Regions from separate parts of the Drosophila melanogaster genome. Here all the other regions are linked to region 3. The links are chromatin contacts, called in public Hi-C and targeted proximity ligation maps. All regions are on one chromosome and are shown on one strand. The core of a region is the stretch at or near the end of the contact, and the rest is flanking DNA. Distances in the headings are between cores, read along the strand shown.

Region 1 (4,429 bases), core at 1,736-4,235, 410 kb after region 3:
AGTTGTATATTTTATCTCATTTACTTAACTGCCTATGCTAAATTTATCTCGTGTTTGAGTTACTTGATTGCCTGCTGTTAGCTTGGCATTCCTGCCCACCTCTGTTTAATTTGCTGAAAATTAAAGTCACGCCGTTGATATAATTCCACTCCATTATGTGACAAGACAAGCTGGCGAACCGAGTTCTTTTCTTGCAACTCCTCCGTTGGTATTCGCGAGATTTGTTGTATCTGCAGTCGTTTACCTTAATTCGCCTGTCCAAATTGCTATTTATATGCATCGCCCTCGCTTTTAATTTGCAGCGCAAATCACGAGCACTATATAGGTATATATATCTCTCTCTGTCTCTATATATATATATATATATATATATATATATATGTATGCAGAGGAGGGTTTGGCTGTAGGTTCACCTACTCCTCCTGCAATCGAAAAACAAAATCAACAGGTGGCGCGCATATTTCAACATGCGGCTGCCAAGCGAACCGAGCGAAATATCAATAAAAATGCCATTTGTTGCGATTGTGCACGGAACGTCGGAGTCTCGAAGACTGGGGACTTGGATCTGGGGACCCAAGCCCCAGAGTCTTTGGACTGAGAACCCCTGGCAGCCACACATAGATAATTTCGCCAGCAACCTGGGCTTTGATGATATTTCTGCTCGGTGTGTCTCTTTTTTCGGCTTCGCTTAATTTATTGGCCACACTTTGCTGCTGGTGCTGCTGCAGTTTGCTGTTGCTGCATTTAAACGACAAGTGTTGCAAATAAAAAGGAAAAATTAAAGCGGTGCAAATTAGTGGCGAGAAGGAGAAAGGTGGGGCTAAACGATGGAGAACCAAAGGCGACGTCAACACCAGAGGGTTCGAACAAAAACGTGTTTGCAGCGAAAAACTATTAAAAAAGCACCCAGATTGCAGTTGTTTTTGCTGGTGGTGCGGCGGTGCGGCGGTGCGGTGATGCAGTGGTGCAGTGCAAGTGACTTGGTCGCGGTGGCTTAATAAAGGCAGCCAGGTTTAGGGTTAACATCCCAGCGCCAAAGGCCAAAAGTGCTGGCCAATGCAAACAAATAAACAAAGAACGTTGCTGCTGTTGCTGTTGTTGTTGCTGCTCGAGCACACCAGCAACATGTGTACTTGCTGCAAAAAGTCCAAAATGAAGACATGAGCCAGAGTCAGAGCCAAAGAGCCGGAACCCACCAGCCAAACAGCAATGTCGACCTTCTTTTGTGAGGCCCAGCTGCATAATTGCTATGGCAACAGCGAGCTAACGAGTTGGGGTTGCAAGTTGCTAGTTGCAAGTTGCCGGGGGATAAGTGGAGACCTCTCTCAGCTGACAGTTGAGAAATTAGAACGGTTTTTGTCTTCCAAATCACATGCACGTGTTGCTCCAGTCCAGGCCGAGAGTTGCTGTCGTCGCTGCATCCGCATCCGCATCCCCATCCTCATCCTCGAATGATTGGCGGCTGTTGCAGGTTGCAGGTGCGTGCTGCAGTTGCTGTTGCAATGTTGCTGTTGTGCTAGGTCAGGCATCAGCCAAAGCCCATTTTGGGGCGAGCTTAATCAGCGCTGTAATTTTGGTTTATTTCTTACCCTAACTCTGGGTAGAGATATTTTCCAGATTTAATCTAGATTTATAGACCTAATATTTTAATTATGTCCTTATGTCCTTACTTTCCCTAATAGTGTATTCCAAAGTACGTTTATTCCCAGTTGTATTTTCTTTTGAAGTGAATATCCTGCTCTACAGACTAAATGATTTTAATGTCCATCTGTCTGCGCAAATGATCATCTTGACTGGTGTTGCCTGTGCTGTTGCCGTTGTCATGTTTTGTCTTAAAGTTAAGTTTCCCCCCATGAGTTGCATATTCGATTACCGACCGACACAATTCCGACACGGGCCTCCTCATTGAGGGTTTGTTTAAGCAATCTGCGTAGGTGGACACTGGCGCATGTTGTTGGTGTTGCAAGTGTTGCCAGTGTTGCTGTTGCGATGTTGCTGTTGGGTTCGTTTGTTTGTTGCCGTACGTGATTGCGGGTTGTTGCCGTTGATTATTGCCTCGCGCGGCACGCATATAAATCTCGGTGTTTAAATCTCGAGTTAAACTTGTAAATTAAAACCTTAATGAGTCTGTGGAGTGGGCCAGTGTTTAGTGCCCCGCTGTGCCAACATGGCGAGGATGCAGCCAAGAGGAGCCGGGGTGTGATTTATGCCTGCTTCTATGGCTCTCTAGATACATATACCATTTGAATCGCACTCCCCCACACAATAACACAACATCAGGCAATGGCGTGTTTGATTCCTTTGCGATCGCCACCAATTAGTTGGCCACAATCACATGCAAGACACCACCGCCGAGAAGTCCCACAACCGATGGCCTCATGTTGATTTCTCCAGCTAATTAATGCCCAGTGAATATTCTCACGCTTGGCCAAAGGAAGGAACAGTCGCCACGGGAAAAATAAAGTCAACCGCAGAACATGTTCTCCATCGTCTGTCTGGCCAGCAAAGTGTAACAATCTCCGGCTTCCTCAATTTAATTTGCATTTTTATGCCTGCCCACGAGTTGCTTAAGTTGATTAATTTAGCTTAAACTTAGCTGATTGCATAATTATTTAATTACCTTATATAACTGCCGTATCCAGCTCCTTTCGGCATGAAAGCAACAGGTGTGCTGTGCAAAGGTCACAGGCATAAATCAATTAATCTACGTGTTTTTTTTTCGGGACACAAATGTCGCTGGTTTGTTTGATATTTTTTTTTTTCACTTTAGTGAACACTGGTTTCGCAATGGCTTAAACTATGCACACACACTTTTTAACTGTTACGAAATGGGCTGCAACTTAAATCCGGCAGGCAACCTGTCTCTTTGCATTTGCAGTTTTCAACCGAAACTGGCGGCACACACGACGAATGTTGCTGCTGCGATGTTGCTGCTGCTACTCCGACGACGACGTTCGCTTCCGCTGACTCAACGCAAACGACTAAAAAAGGCCACATAAATTTTGATGCACATTCAATAGGCCAGGCAACATACACAGCAGCAACACCAGCAACACGAGCAACACAGCAACAGCAGCAACAGCGACGCCGGCAGCAGCAACCAGTTTCCTTCCATTCACACGTACATTGTTTGTGGATGGCAAGTGGGCTAGCTGCACTACGTTCCACTTTCCAGCATCCACAGTGGGCCCGTTTACGACTCGCCAGCGGTTTGTTATCTTTTATGATAAGACGGGGCGAACTAAGAACCGTTTTTTTACGGCCGCAAGCTTCATAATTTTTAATGCCCACTTCTGGGAGCCGCCTTAAATTGATAATTTTCCAAGTACTATTCCCGCAAATAAACAAGTATGCCTCGAACGACTAATTAATTGATGGCTCAATTAGGGTTAGTGCTGTTCGGACAGTTAGTAGCAGTTTCTTGATTTTAACGATTCCTTGCCAACTACTCATGACTACGCCATTAAGTGTTCGCAGTAAAATTGTGCTTAAAAAGCGGGCTAAGATGAGTTTGATTGCAGATGGTTAATAATCAATGGTTAGTAATCAACTGAAGAGGTAGAAGAGATATTTTTATGCTTCACCTTTATTGAAGATGGTAGCAGCTTAAAGGCATAGTTAAAAATAGATACTTAATATTATGTGCATTGCAAAAAAATTAAAGTTAAGCTGTTTAAGGAAAATCACTGTAGTTCAAAAAGTTCAGTCTGTGAACTAAAGTGGCAACTTTGTCTTTCGCCAGTAGCCACGCCCCCAACCGCCCACTTAGCCCATTGACGCGGCAAAAAATTAATTAAAAATGCATTACAAATGTTTGCCCCCACCCCTCTTGGTTTTTCGACTCGCATTCTGGATACTCCCCATTTTCAACCGTTTCTGGAACTCAGTCGTTGAAATGCCAGTCGCAGCTAGCAAAAGACGCATACAGCAAATACCCGCGAAGAACGTCGGCAAGAACAACAACAGTGAATACCGCGAATACAAACCGAGATGGCAGCAAATCTTTTCTCCACTTTAGCACAACTCCAAAGTATTTACAAGCTTCAGCTGGCAGTCGCATCTAAAAATGTTTGGCATTTGCCAACACGCACCAATGAATAAGTGAGTTGAAGGGAGTTTTTTCGGGCACGGGGAAGCGGAAAATGCGGAAAAATCGTCGGGAAAAGAGGTGAGGAGATGAGTGAAAATGTTTGGATTTCGAACGAGCTCATTTCTAGCGTGCGTTGCTGCATTTCGAAAATTATTTGCAAAGCGTTGGGCGAAGGTAGGTGGTAGCTTTGAGGGCCACAGGGATGGGCAGGAAGTGCTGGGCGGTTTTGGAACGGCTCCTCCCGCTGTTAGATGAACTCCAGAAGACCAGGCGGGCGGAACGATCCGATCCGGAGACCGCGGCAGACGGCGTGACTTGGATGAGTTATCGTCGCGGCCA
Region 2 (3,900 bases), core at 550-3,049, 260 kb before region 3:
TTTGACTTACGTTTGAATAGTTCTGGGATCTCGGAATCTGCGGCGGCAATTGCTGGGCATTCGATGGCCCCCTCATGCTAACGCCTCCACCTCCCCCGCCGCCCTGCTGCTGGTGTGGCGGTCCGCCCATCTGTTGCTGTTGCTGAGGGGGCGGGGCTGGGCTGTATCGTGGGTGCATTTTTTCTAGTTTCTTAATAGCACTCTTAAATTGACTTGTGACTGCGAAAAGGGGAGTAAATGAGATAATGCAGATTAGAAAGAATGAGTCATAATTGTAAATATTCTATAATCTTAAGACGTTGCAGATATAAACATTTGCATTAATTGGAGATACAGTCTTAACTAGACCCCATTTTTTATACAGATCAACTGCTCAACCTAAATTAATTATGACAGTTTGTTTGTAATTAATTAAATCATTATTATTATTAAATAATAAAACAAAGATTATATATTTTAATGTATAAAATGAGGTCAGTATTTTTTCTGCTAATTAAACTTTTCGTCTATTTTTCTACCACTTTTTTACAGCCCAACCCGTTTGCTCTGACTGCCGCACGGCAACACTGTTCTCTGCACTCTTCTTTCTCTCTCCCACTCTCTATTTTTATTGCTTCTTTTTAGCATTCTGTGCCATATTCAGCTTATTTTGCCGTGCTTATAATTTGTTATTAATATTTCACTAGCAACTTTGTTGATTATTATTAGCACCACCCGTCTTAAATTGTTTTTTTTACTTGCAACGGAGCATTCAGCGAGTTATTTTAGCACTGTTTCTGTCTCTTTCCCGCGCGGCAGTTGCAACATTTGCATTTTGGCATTAAAAATAGCACACAGCACAGGCCAGCCAATTTTTTTTGGTTTGCAAATTTATTTATATGCCGCCAGACAGCCACAAACACACAGGAACACACAATAATTTATTGATATGCGGAGGAAATTATTCAATTGTTTTTACGCTATTGCTTTTTATCAATTGCACTTGTTGTTGTTGCTATTTTTTGTTATTGCTTATTTAAGGACAATGACAGCAAAATAGAGAAGGAGAGCGCAGTGCACAAGAGAAAGAGAGTAGAGAGAGAGAGAACAAAGAGCGGGTGGAAAGAGCACCGGCAAACAACAAGTGAGCAAAGCAAAAGGTGAAAAATAAATTTGCACTGCGATAAGATTTAAATAATTATTGCTCTCTCTCTCTTTCTCTCATTTGACTTTTTCGTTTTTCCCAGTTGTATTATTGTTTTTCGTCTGCTGTGCTGTGCCGTTCTTATTTTTGTATTTTTATGCCATTGCTTTATGTATTTTTTATCGAGTGCATTGCTCTAAAACAACAACATTCGCTTTCAATTAGCTGAGAGCCGCAAATTTGTTGCTTTTGCCATTGTTACGTCTGCTTTGCGGGGCTTCCAAAGGTAGTTTTTCCTCTTGTTCGATTTGCTTTTGGATTTTAGCTTTGCCTAAATGTTGCTTACTTATTGAAATTTCGTTTTATTGCTGGTTTGTCAGCTGCTGATGGCTCTTCTTCTTGCTTCTTGTTGCACGTTCTGTTTTTTTTTTGCACACAAACACACGCACTCACAGTCGCACAAACACAACACACACACACAATCTCACGCCCACGCACACTATTTGCACTTGAAAGTAATTCGACTCGTTTTCGTTTCGATTTTTCGCCCTTTTATTTTGCTGTCTTCGTTATTTGTTTGTTGTTCCGTCACGCGTTTTAATTTATATATTTATGCAAAATATTACAACGACAAAATATAAGTTTGCGCAGCCGAAAAAAACGAAGAAAGCGCAACGCGACAGCAATCGGCAATGGTATGAGCTTCTTCTTCTTCCTTTTCTGCCGGCAATGCTCTCTTCGCTCTCTCGCTTAATTTACAGCAATCTACAGTAGCGGAAAATAGTCTAGGTGCGACTCATAATATTAAATATTTTCTTTTACTCTATGTAGTTTAAACATTGTGTAAAAAAGAATTTTCAGCGGCGAGTAGCATAATAATAAAGGTCTTAATAAAATAGCACAAGAACTTTAACTTCGGGTTGGATATGTGGCCGTGTAGCAAATATATTCTGTGTACATACTCCTTTTTCCGCTACTGTATATATTTCTTCTCTTCAAATTGTACTCTCTTAGAAAATTTCTCTTCTTATTGCCTCTTATTAGCTTGCGCTTTGCTGTTTAACGAAACTCTTTCGGGTTTCTACTGTATTATTTATAACAATTTTATTAATTTCATGCATTATATTTTTTTTATTTTCTGGAATAAAATTCAAGATTATTAATTAAAAAATCGAAATAACATTGTAAATATTCGAAAATATGCATTGCATACAAAGTTTTCGTCATTACATTTCGTCACTAATCAAAAATAAAGATCCGATTTAACCAATTAAAATCACCATTTTAAAAGCCTATTTTCAGTGCTAAGTTTATATAACTTTCCTTTTTCAAATTTGATACACATGGTTGTCAGTTTTCCCAATCCCATTATATCAGTTCATTACGCAAATGGCGCAAAATAAAAAAAAAAATAAAATAAAAACGTGTGCACCAAAAACTGTAAAGCCAGCAACAGCATCTAGTGTGTTATTTTGAAATATTTAAATAAAATTAATATTCTCAACAAGTGCGTCGCATAAAAGGGCGACACACACCACACGTCCTTCCGCCCGCTTTTCACCAACCACCACCCACCGCCCCATAGCTTTTGGCACATAACAAAGGACTAAGGGACTAAACAAATGATGCATGATGACGACAACGAAAAATAAGCAGATAGGGGGTTAAAACTGAAAAAATCGAAATGAGAGCGACTCCCACGCATTGTAAAGCACTGCCACGCCCACTGCCCACATAAAACCCAACCACTCAGACAGCAGCGGGCGAAAAAATATAAACATTTAAACTTTTACGGCGACTTTGATTTTAAATATATATATATATTTTATTTTTATCCAGCTTGATACATTTCAATAGATAACAACTTTTTTTTACAATTAAGCTTTTATATCTAATTACTTGACTCGCGACTGTAACATCTCCAAGTATAAATACATATATGAAGACAGCCTGTACTGCCACTCCCACCGCCCCATAAGCCTACAAACAATAAATTTGCAATAGCAACGACAAAATTTGAAGAATGGGCCAGGACCAACAAACAAGAAGCAGCATCAGGAGCAGACAGAAAGGACAATACTCGAAATGAAATTGGATGGAACAAAAAAAAAATGTTAATACAACAAAACATGCAAGGAATTTAAATTTATCTTAAATATGCAAATTTACTGACACTATCGAGATATGCAAATTTTCCAAAGCAGCAGCGGCAGAAAAACAATATACAACAAAAATGAAGCAAGAAATCAACGAATTTTAAAACAGTGAAAACTGGTAAAGAAAGTTAAATAAATATGTATACCTAATAATTTGGACATCCAAAATTTTGAAAAAAAATTGTACTTTATTATATTATTGTTTGTCCCTGCAATAATTAACTACAACCTTTAAATGAAATCTTTCTAGACAACAATAGAGAAACTACTGTATCTGAAAAATGGGCCAAGAAATCAAAAAACGCCAATAAATCGAAAGATGGGGCAGATAGTAAAAAAAAAGAAGACAGTATCTCACGCACAGTGGGCTGAAACACTTTCGTCTAAAACGCATGAAAAATAACATATTGGTAGAACGGGAAAATGGCATGCAAGATGGATGGGCTTGGGGGGTGGAAAGTTGCCAGCGGATCGGTGGAGGGGGGGAGGGGGCGTGGCAACAGCCTCTCTGCGGCCAAAATGACGACGCGTTGGTATTTTCATTAAGTTTGGCACCATTTTCCTTTTGTTGCCCACTCCAAAACCCATTTTTTCCTACACTGCCTGCCTGCCTTTCATACA
Region 3 (4,207 bases), core at 112-2,611:
CGCACATAGCCTGAAAAATGAAAAGAGCGGTTTGAATGAAGTCGAAAAGTCGGCAACGCGATGCAGCCAAACAAGTAATATACATAGTCAACTTTCAGGTTGAAGCTGCAAAAGTGCAATTCATTTCAATTTAGGCTAGGAATTTAGATAGTAACACACACATTTTTACCAGCACTGGAGAGCATGAATATGAACGAATGACAAATGGGCAGATTTGAGTGTGCAATTGGGCGTGTCCGCTGGTAATTTGAATGTCTCATGGAAATGTAACCTAGAAGCAATTAATTACGCGCCAAGCTAAAGCGACAGCTTACACATTAAATTAGTAGCACTTGACATATGGTTAAGTATTTTATTATTAGTCAAGAGGGAAGAGGCCAAAAGCGGTAACAAAAATGCCATAACAACAGACACAAAAAGCACATCATTAGTTATAGCCACGATAGGAACTCGAACCATAGGAACGATCTCTCGAGATGGGCAGGCCCAAACGATCTGTATCATCGTAGTAGCCATATCCACGATTCCGCTGACCCTGATAATCCCGCTGCCAATAGCCTGAGTATTGCCTAAAACCTCCATTACCTCCGTAGCCACCATATCCGCCGTATCCGCCTCCTTGGCTACCCAGAATGTTCGTGGTCGGATAACTGCTAGTGGAATAATAGTTATAGCCTTGAGTTGGGTAGTAGCCGGAGGAACCGTAGCTCCCCTGGTTTGGGTAGTAGGTGGTAGATCCATATCCCGAGCCGGGATAGTATCCCGATGAGCCGTAGTAGTTCGTATTGTAGCCGGGATAGTAGGGGTTGCTCGGACGATTATAGTTGTAGCCATAGTTCGGATACCCAGAGCCAGTTCCAAAGAGATTTAACACTACAAGATCGTAGGTAAAGAAGAACAAAGAATTTTTAATTACCTAGTACCTTTATGGGTATAAAAACAATGACGCAATCATATTACTATTTGAAAGAATAAGTAAGGTTTTTGAGATAAAAGATGAGTTAGCCTGTTAGTTGTAACTTCAATATGGAGTACTCACACTTGGCCGAAGTCTCGGCGGTTGCCAAATCACTTGTCGTCGTCCTGGTCGCAGTTGCCACCTGATTTTCTGGGAGGGCGGCACTCCAGGCTCCAGTCACGGCCAACTAAAATGTTATTTAAGCGGCTTTTGTTTTAGGATGTTTACACAAATTGAATATTCCTGCTAGCACTCACCATTAGGGTAAATAGCTTGATGAACATGACACTGGATTTAACCATATTAAAAACAAAACAATCTGAATACGGCGGAACGGTAGACTTCCCGGCAAGAGAGCTTTGGAAACCAAGACAACTGCTTGGCTCGGTTGCTGGACGTTAAATAATTCTGTTTCTCAGACAAGGGGCCAATTTATATTTTTCATTTTCCGGCTGAGTTGCTACGCTCAAGTTGAAGTCGCTGTCGACGTCGTTGAGACAAACAATCCGCAACAGAAACAAAACAAAACAAAGCCCCCAACTCCCGCACTTGTCGCACTTTTGTATCTCACTTGAGGTGAAGCTCGGGCTTATTACTCATACGACACGTTGGTGCGGCCAAAGCGAAACTCCAGCGTAACTTCCCACCTCAGCGGGTGGGAATCCAGCCCTAAAGAGTTCTAACCACTCTGATCAGTCGCAATGAGACCTTTTCTGCCAGCGATTATCTATGATTATTGAATAATACGCGTAATATTCTCAATTACACGAGGCAGGTGACAAAATAAATGCCCATCTTGCCAGTGCGTGAGCCGGGTTTAATTTTACCCACCTATTTGCCTTTGCAAAACTTTAACAAACACAAATAGCCAAAGCAAAACCAAAAACAAAACCGAAACAAAAACAGTGAAAAGCCCCGCCCCGGTAAACCATTGAATATTTACCCTCAGTTCACAGATCGCATTTCTTTCAAGTTTCCCGCCATCTGGCAATGAATGAGAATGCTGAAAACGCTGCTGGCCAGGTCGTGTTGGCTTAGTATATCTTTAATTCCAATTATCCACAGAGAGTTTGCTATCTAAATATTTAGCTTATTTGACATTTTGTTGGTTTTTGTTAACTTTTTTGTGGTGCTAACCTCTTGCATAATCGCCGGTTATCGTGGTGGAGCAAATAGGCCGCCAAATATTTTGTAATTCTTAAAGGCCCTGTGAAGTAGTAAGCCCATTCATAAAACTCTAGTTCCGACTCGCACTAGAAAGCATGAAAATTATCTCAAAAGTGTATTTGTGTTTACCCGAAAATCGACCTCCAGCCGAACGCAAAAACCAACTTAAAGAGTTCACAGCTAATGTCAAAGATACGATGTGTGAAAAGTATCGCGTATTTTGCGACATGCGGGTATTGCAACTCTTTAGTTAAATACCCAACATAGTCGTAAAATTTATCCCACAACTGGGTTACTCATGGATCCAAGGTAAAATTGTTACAAGCACAAGAGATACGAGCTCGTAAAGACTCATCTTATCAAGAATTTAATAATAAGATGCCAACGAGACTTCCATCTTCTATAAAAATAACATTTCCAGTTAATAATTTAATAAATGCTAATGAAATATCTAAGGCCTGTTTTCTTTAAGCTGTGGGCAAAATTATGCCGAGCCTCCAAAGCTTAAAGGCATTTCACTGCCATGAACTCCATTTTATACTTATCAAAACAACAAAGGGAAAAAACATCAGAATAAAAAAAATAAACAGAAGCTATCCATTTCACTCTGGCTTCATGGCCTCTCTTTGTTTGTCTATTGATTTCAGGTCCTTTTCCAAGGACCTTACCTGGTCGGATTGCTCATGCAAAGGAGCCTTACACATATTTGCAAATGGGAAATTTTCTTGCCAAATGACGACAGCCATTTTACACACCAGGCAATTCTAATTAGCATAACTCGACTTCAGTTAACCGTGCAAAATTTAAATCAACAGTTAAATTCATATTCCTAGTTTGATCGTATGTTGTTTCAAATTTATATGTTTCTTTTTAAATTATTTATTAAACATATCTTATATACACTTACTACCCCTTAACTGGGATAATAGGGAAAAATAGGGAACGTGTGAGCCTAACACCAGTCTTTTCTAACATCATTTACACTTATTTTATATAAAGATTTAATTTCCAAATTGGATTCCTGCTTTACTGCTTGCTGTGAGGGGTGCGGTTCAATAAATTTAAATTAGGCTGCGATCTAAGAGATTGCGTAGAGATACAAAATCTTTAAGAGAAAAAAATTGTTGCTAGATGAAGAGGTGCCTTTCATGCTTTTCACAAATGCCAGCATACTTTTAGGCTTAAACATCTTCAGGTACCGTAGAAACACGAACTCATAGTAATGGCGAAACTTTAATTGTACAGTAACCATAACAGTTTTTTTTTTTTTTTTAGATTTGATTACGATGATGTTTTTATTATTTGATCAACGCACTGTTACCCATGCGGCAACTTAATTTGATCTGCTTAAATTATTTTATTTTACAATGTGTCTTGGTTACTTAAGACTAACAGATTTTTAATCCTAAAAATGATAGGGAGAATTATAATAGTTGATATAACATAGTAATTATTATTTATTTGATTATTCTAATGAATTTTAAAACTAAGACTTTCTAGGTCAAAACCAGGTTAGGGAGGTCATGAGGGTGGTGTACCATAACAGTAAAAACATTAAAAGAAAACGCCCTTAAGGTATGTTACACATTTTCCAACTGCGCCTCAAGTATTCCGTAGTCGACTATAATGATACTCGTACATATATGTTCCTGAATCGACCTGAGGCTAATAGTTACAAATTTGTGTTGAAACCAAACTTTAAAGTTTAAAACAACTCTTTAACGCAAATCCTTTGTTCATTACCACATATATAGATTTTTATTGACAGCACAACCAAATGAAGTAATCCTTGTTTTCATAAAATTCTGCCACCCCAATTAAGGATTTCACTCTCATAAGTAGATTTGTTTTCCCATTTTCCAATTAAATAATTAATAAGCCCAGAATTATTTTCTTTTAATTTTTATTTAATTTCAGTATTTCTCTTTTGACATAACAATTCAATATTCCGTCTCAATCGTGATTAGAGTAGACATTAAATAAACTAAGAACTAAAGTTGATAAAAATCATAAAGAAATAAGAGTGAACAAAATCATAAAAAAATAAAAAGCATACATAAATGCATAATAAACAACATGTCA

Evidence for each region. A called contact is a pair of places that touch in the nucleus more often than the background predicts.
Region 1: a Hi-C map of the Kc167 cell line shows a contact between it and region 3, with 1.9 times the contacts expected there. A contact is called at or near these places in 5 of 107 Hi-C or Micro-C datasets (the Kc167 cell line, the ML-DmBG3-c2 cell line, the S2 cell line and 1 more).
Region 2: a contact with region 3 is called in a targeted proximity ligation map of the Kc167 cell line, with 5 times the contacts expected there. A contact is called at or near these places in 3 of 107 Hi-C or Micro-C datasets (all in the S2 cell line) and 1 of 7 datasets of targeted methods (the Kc167 cell line).

Annotation. Positions count from the first base shown.
Region 1 is chr3L:5,947,673-5,952,101 of dm6, forward strand. Egfrap (EGFR adaptor protein) reads right to left here and starts at 2,986. Exons shown (of 6, transcript NM_001038902.3): 1 at 2,621-2,986.
Region 2 is chr3L:5,276,145-5,280,044 of dm6, forward strand. shep (alan shepard) reads right to left here and starts at 1,800. Exons shown (of 12, transcript NM_001259707.1): 1 at 1,470-1,800; 2 at 11-219. The coding sequence starts at 178.
Region 3 is chr3L:5,534,398-5,538,604 of dm6, forward strand. CG13285 reads right to left here and starts at 1,362. Exons shown (of 4, transcript NM_001259709.1): 1 at 1,216-1,362; 2 at 1,040-1,145; 3 at 586-873; 4 at 1-10. The coding sequence starts at 1,260. It overlaps frm (farmer), which reads right to left. Exons shown (of 8, transcript NM_001144417.3): 8 at 4,014-4,207.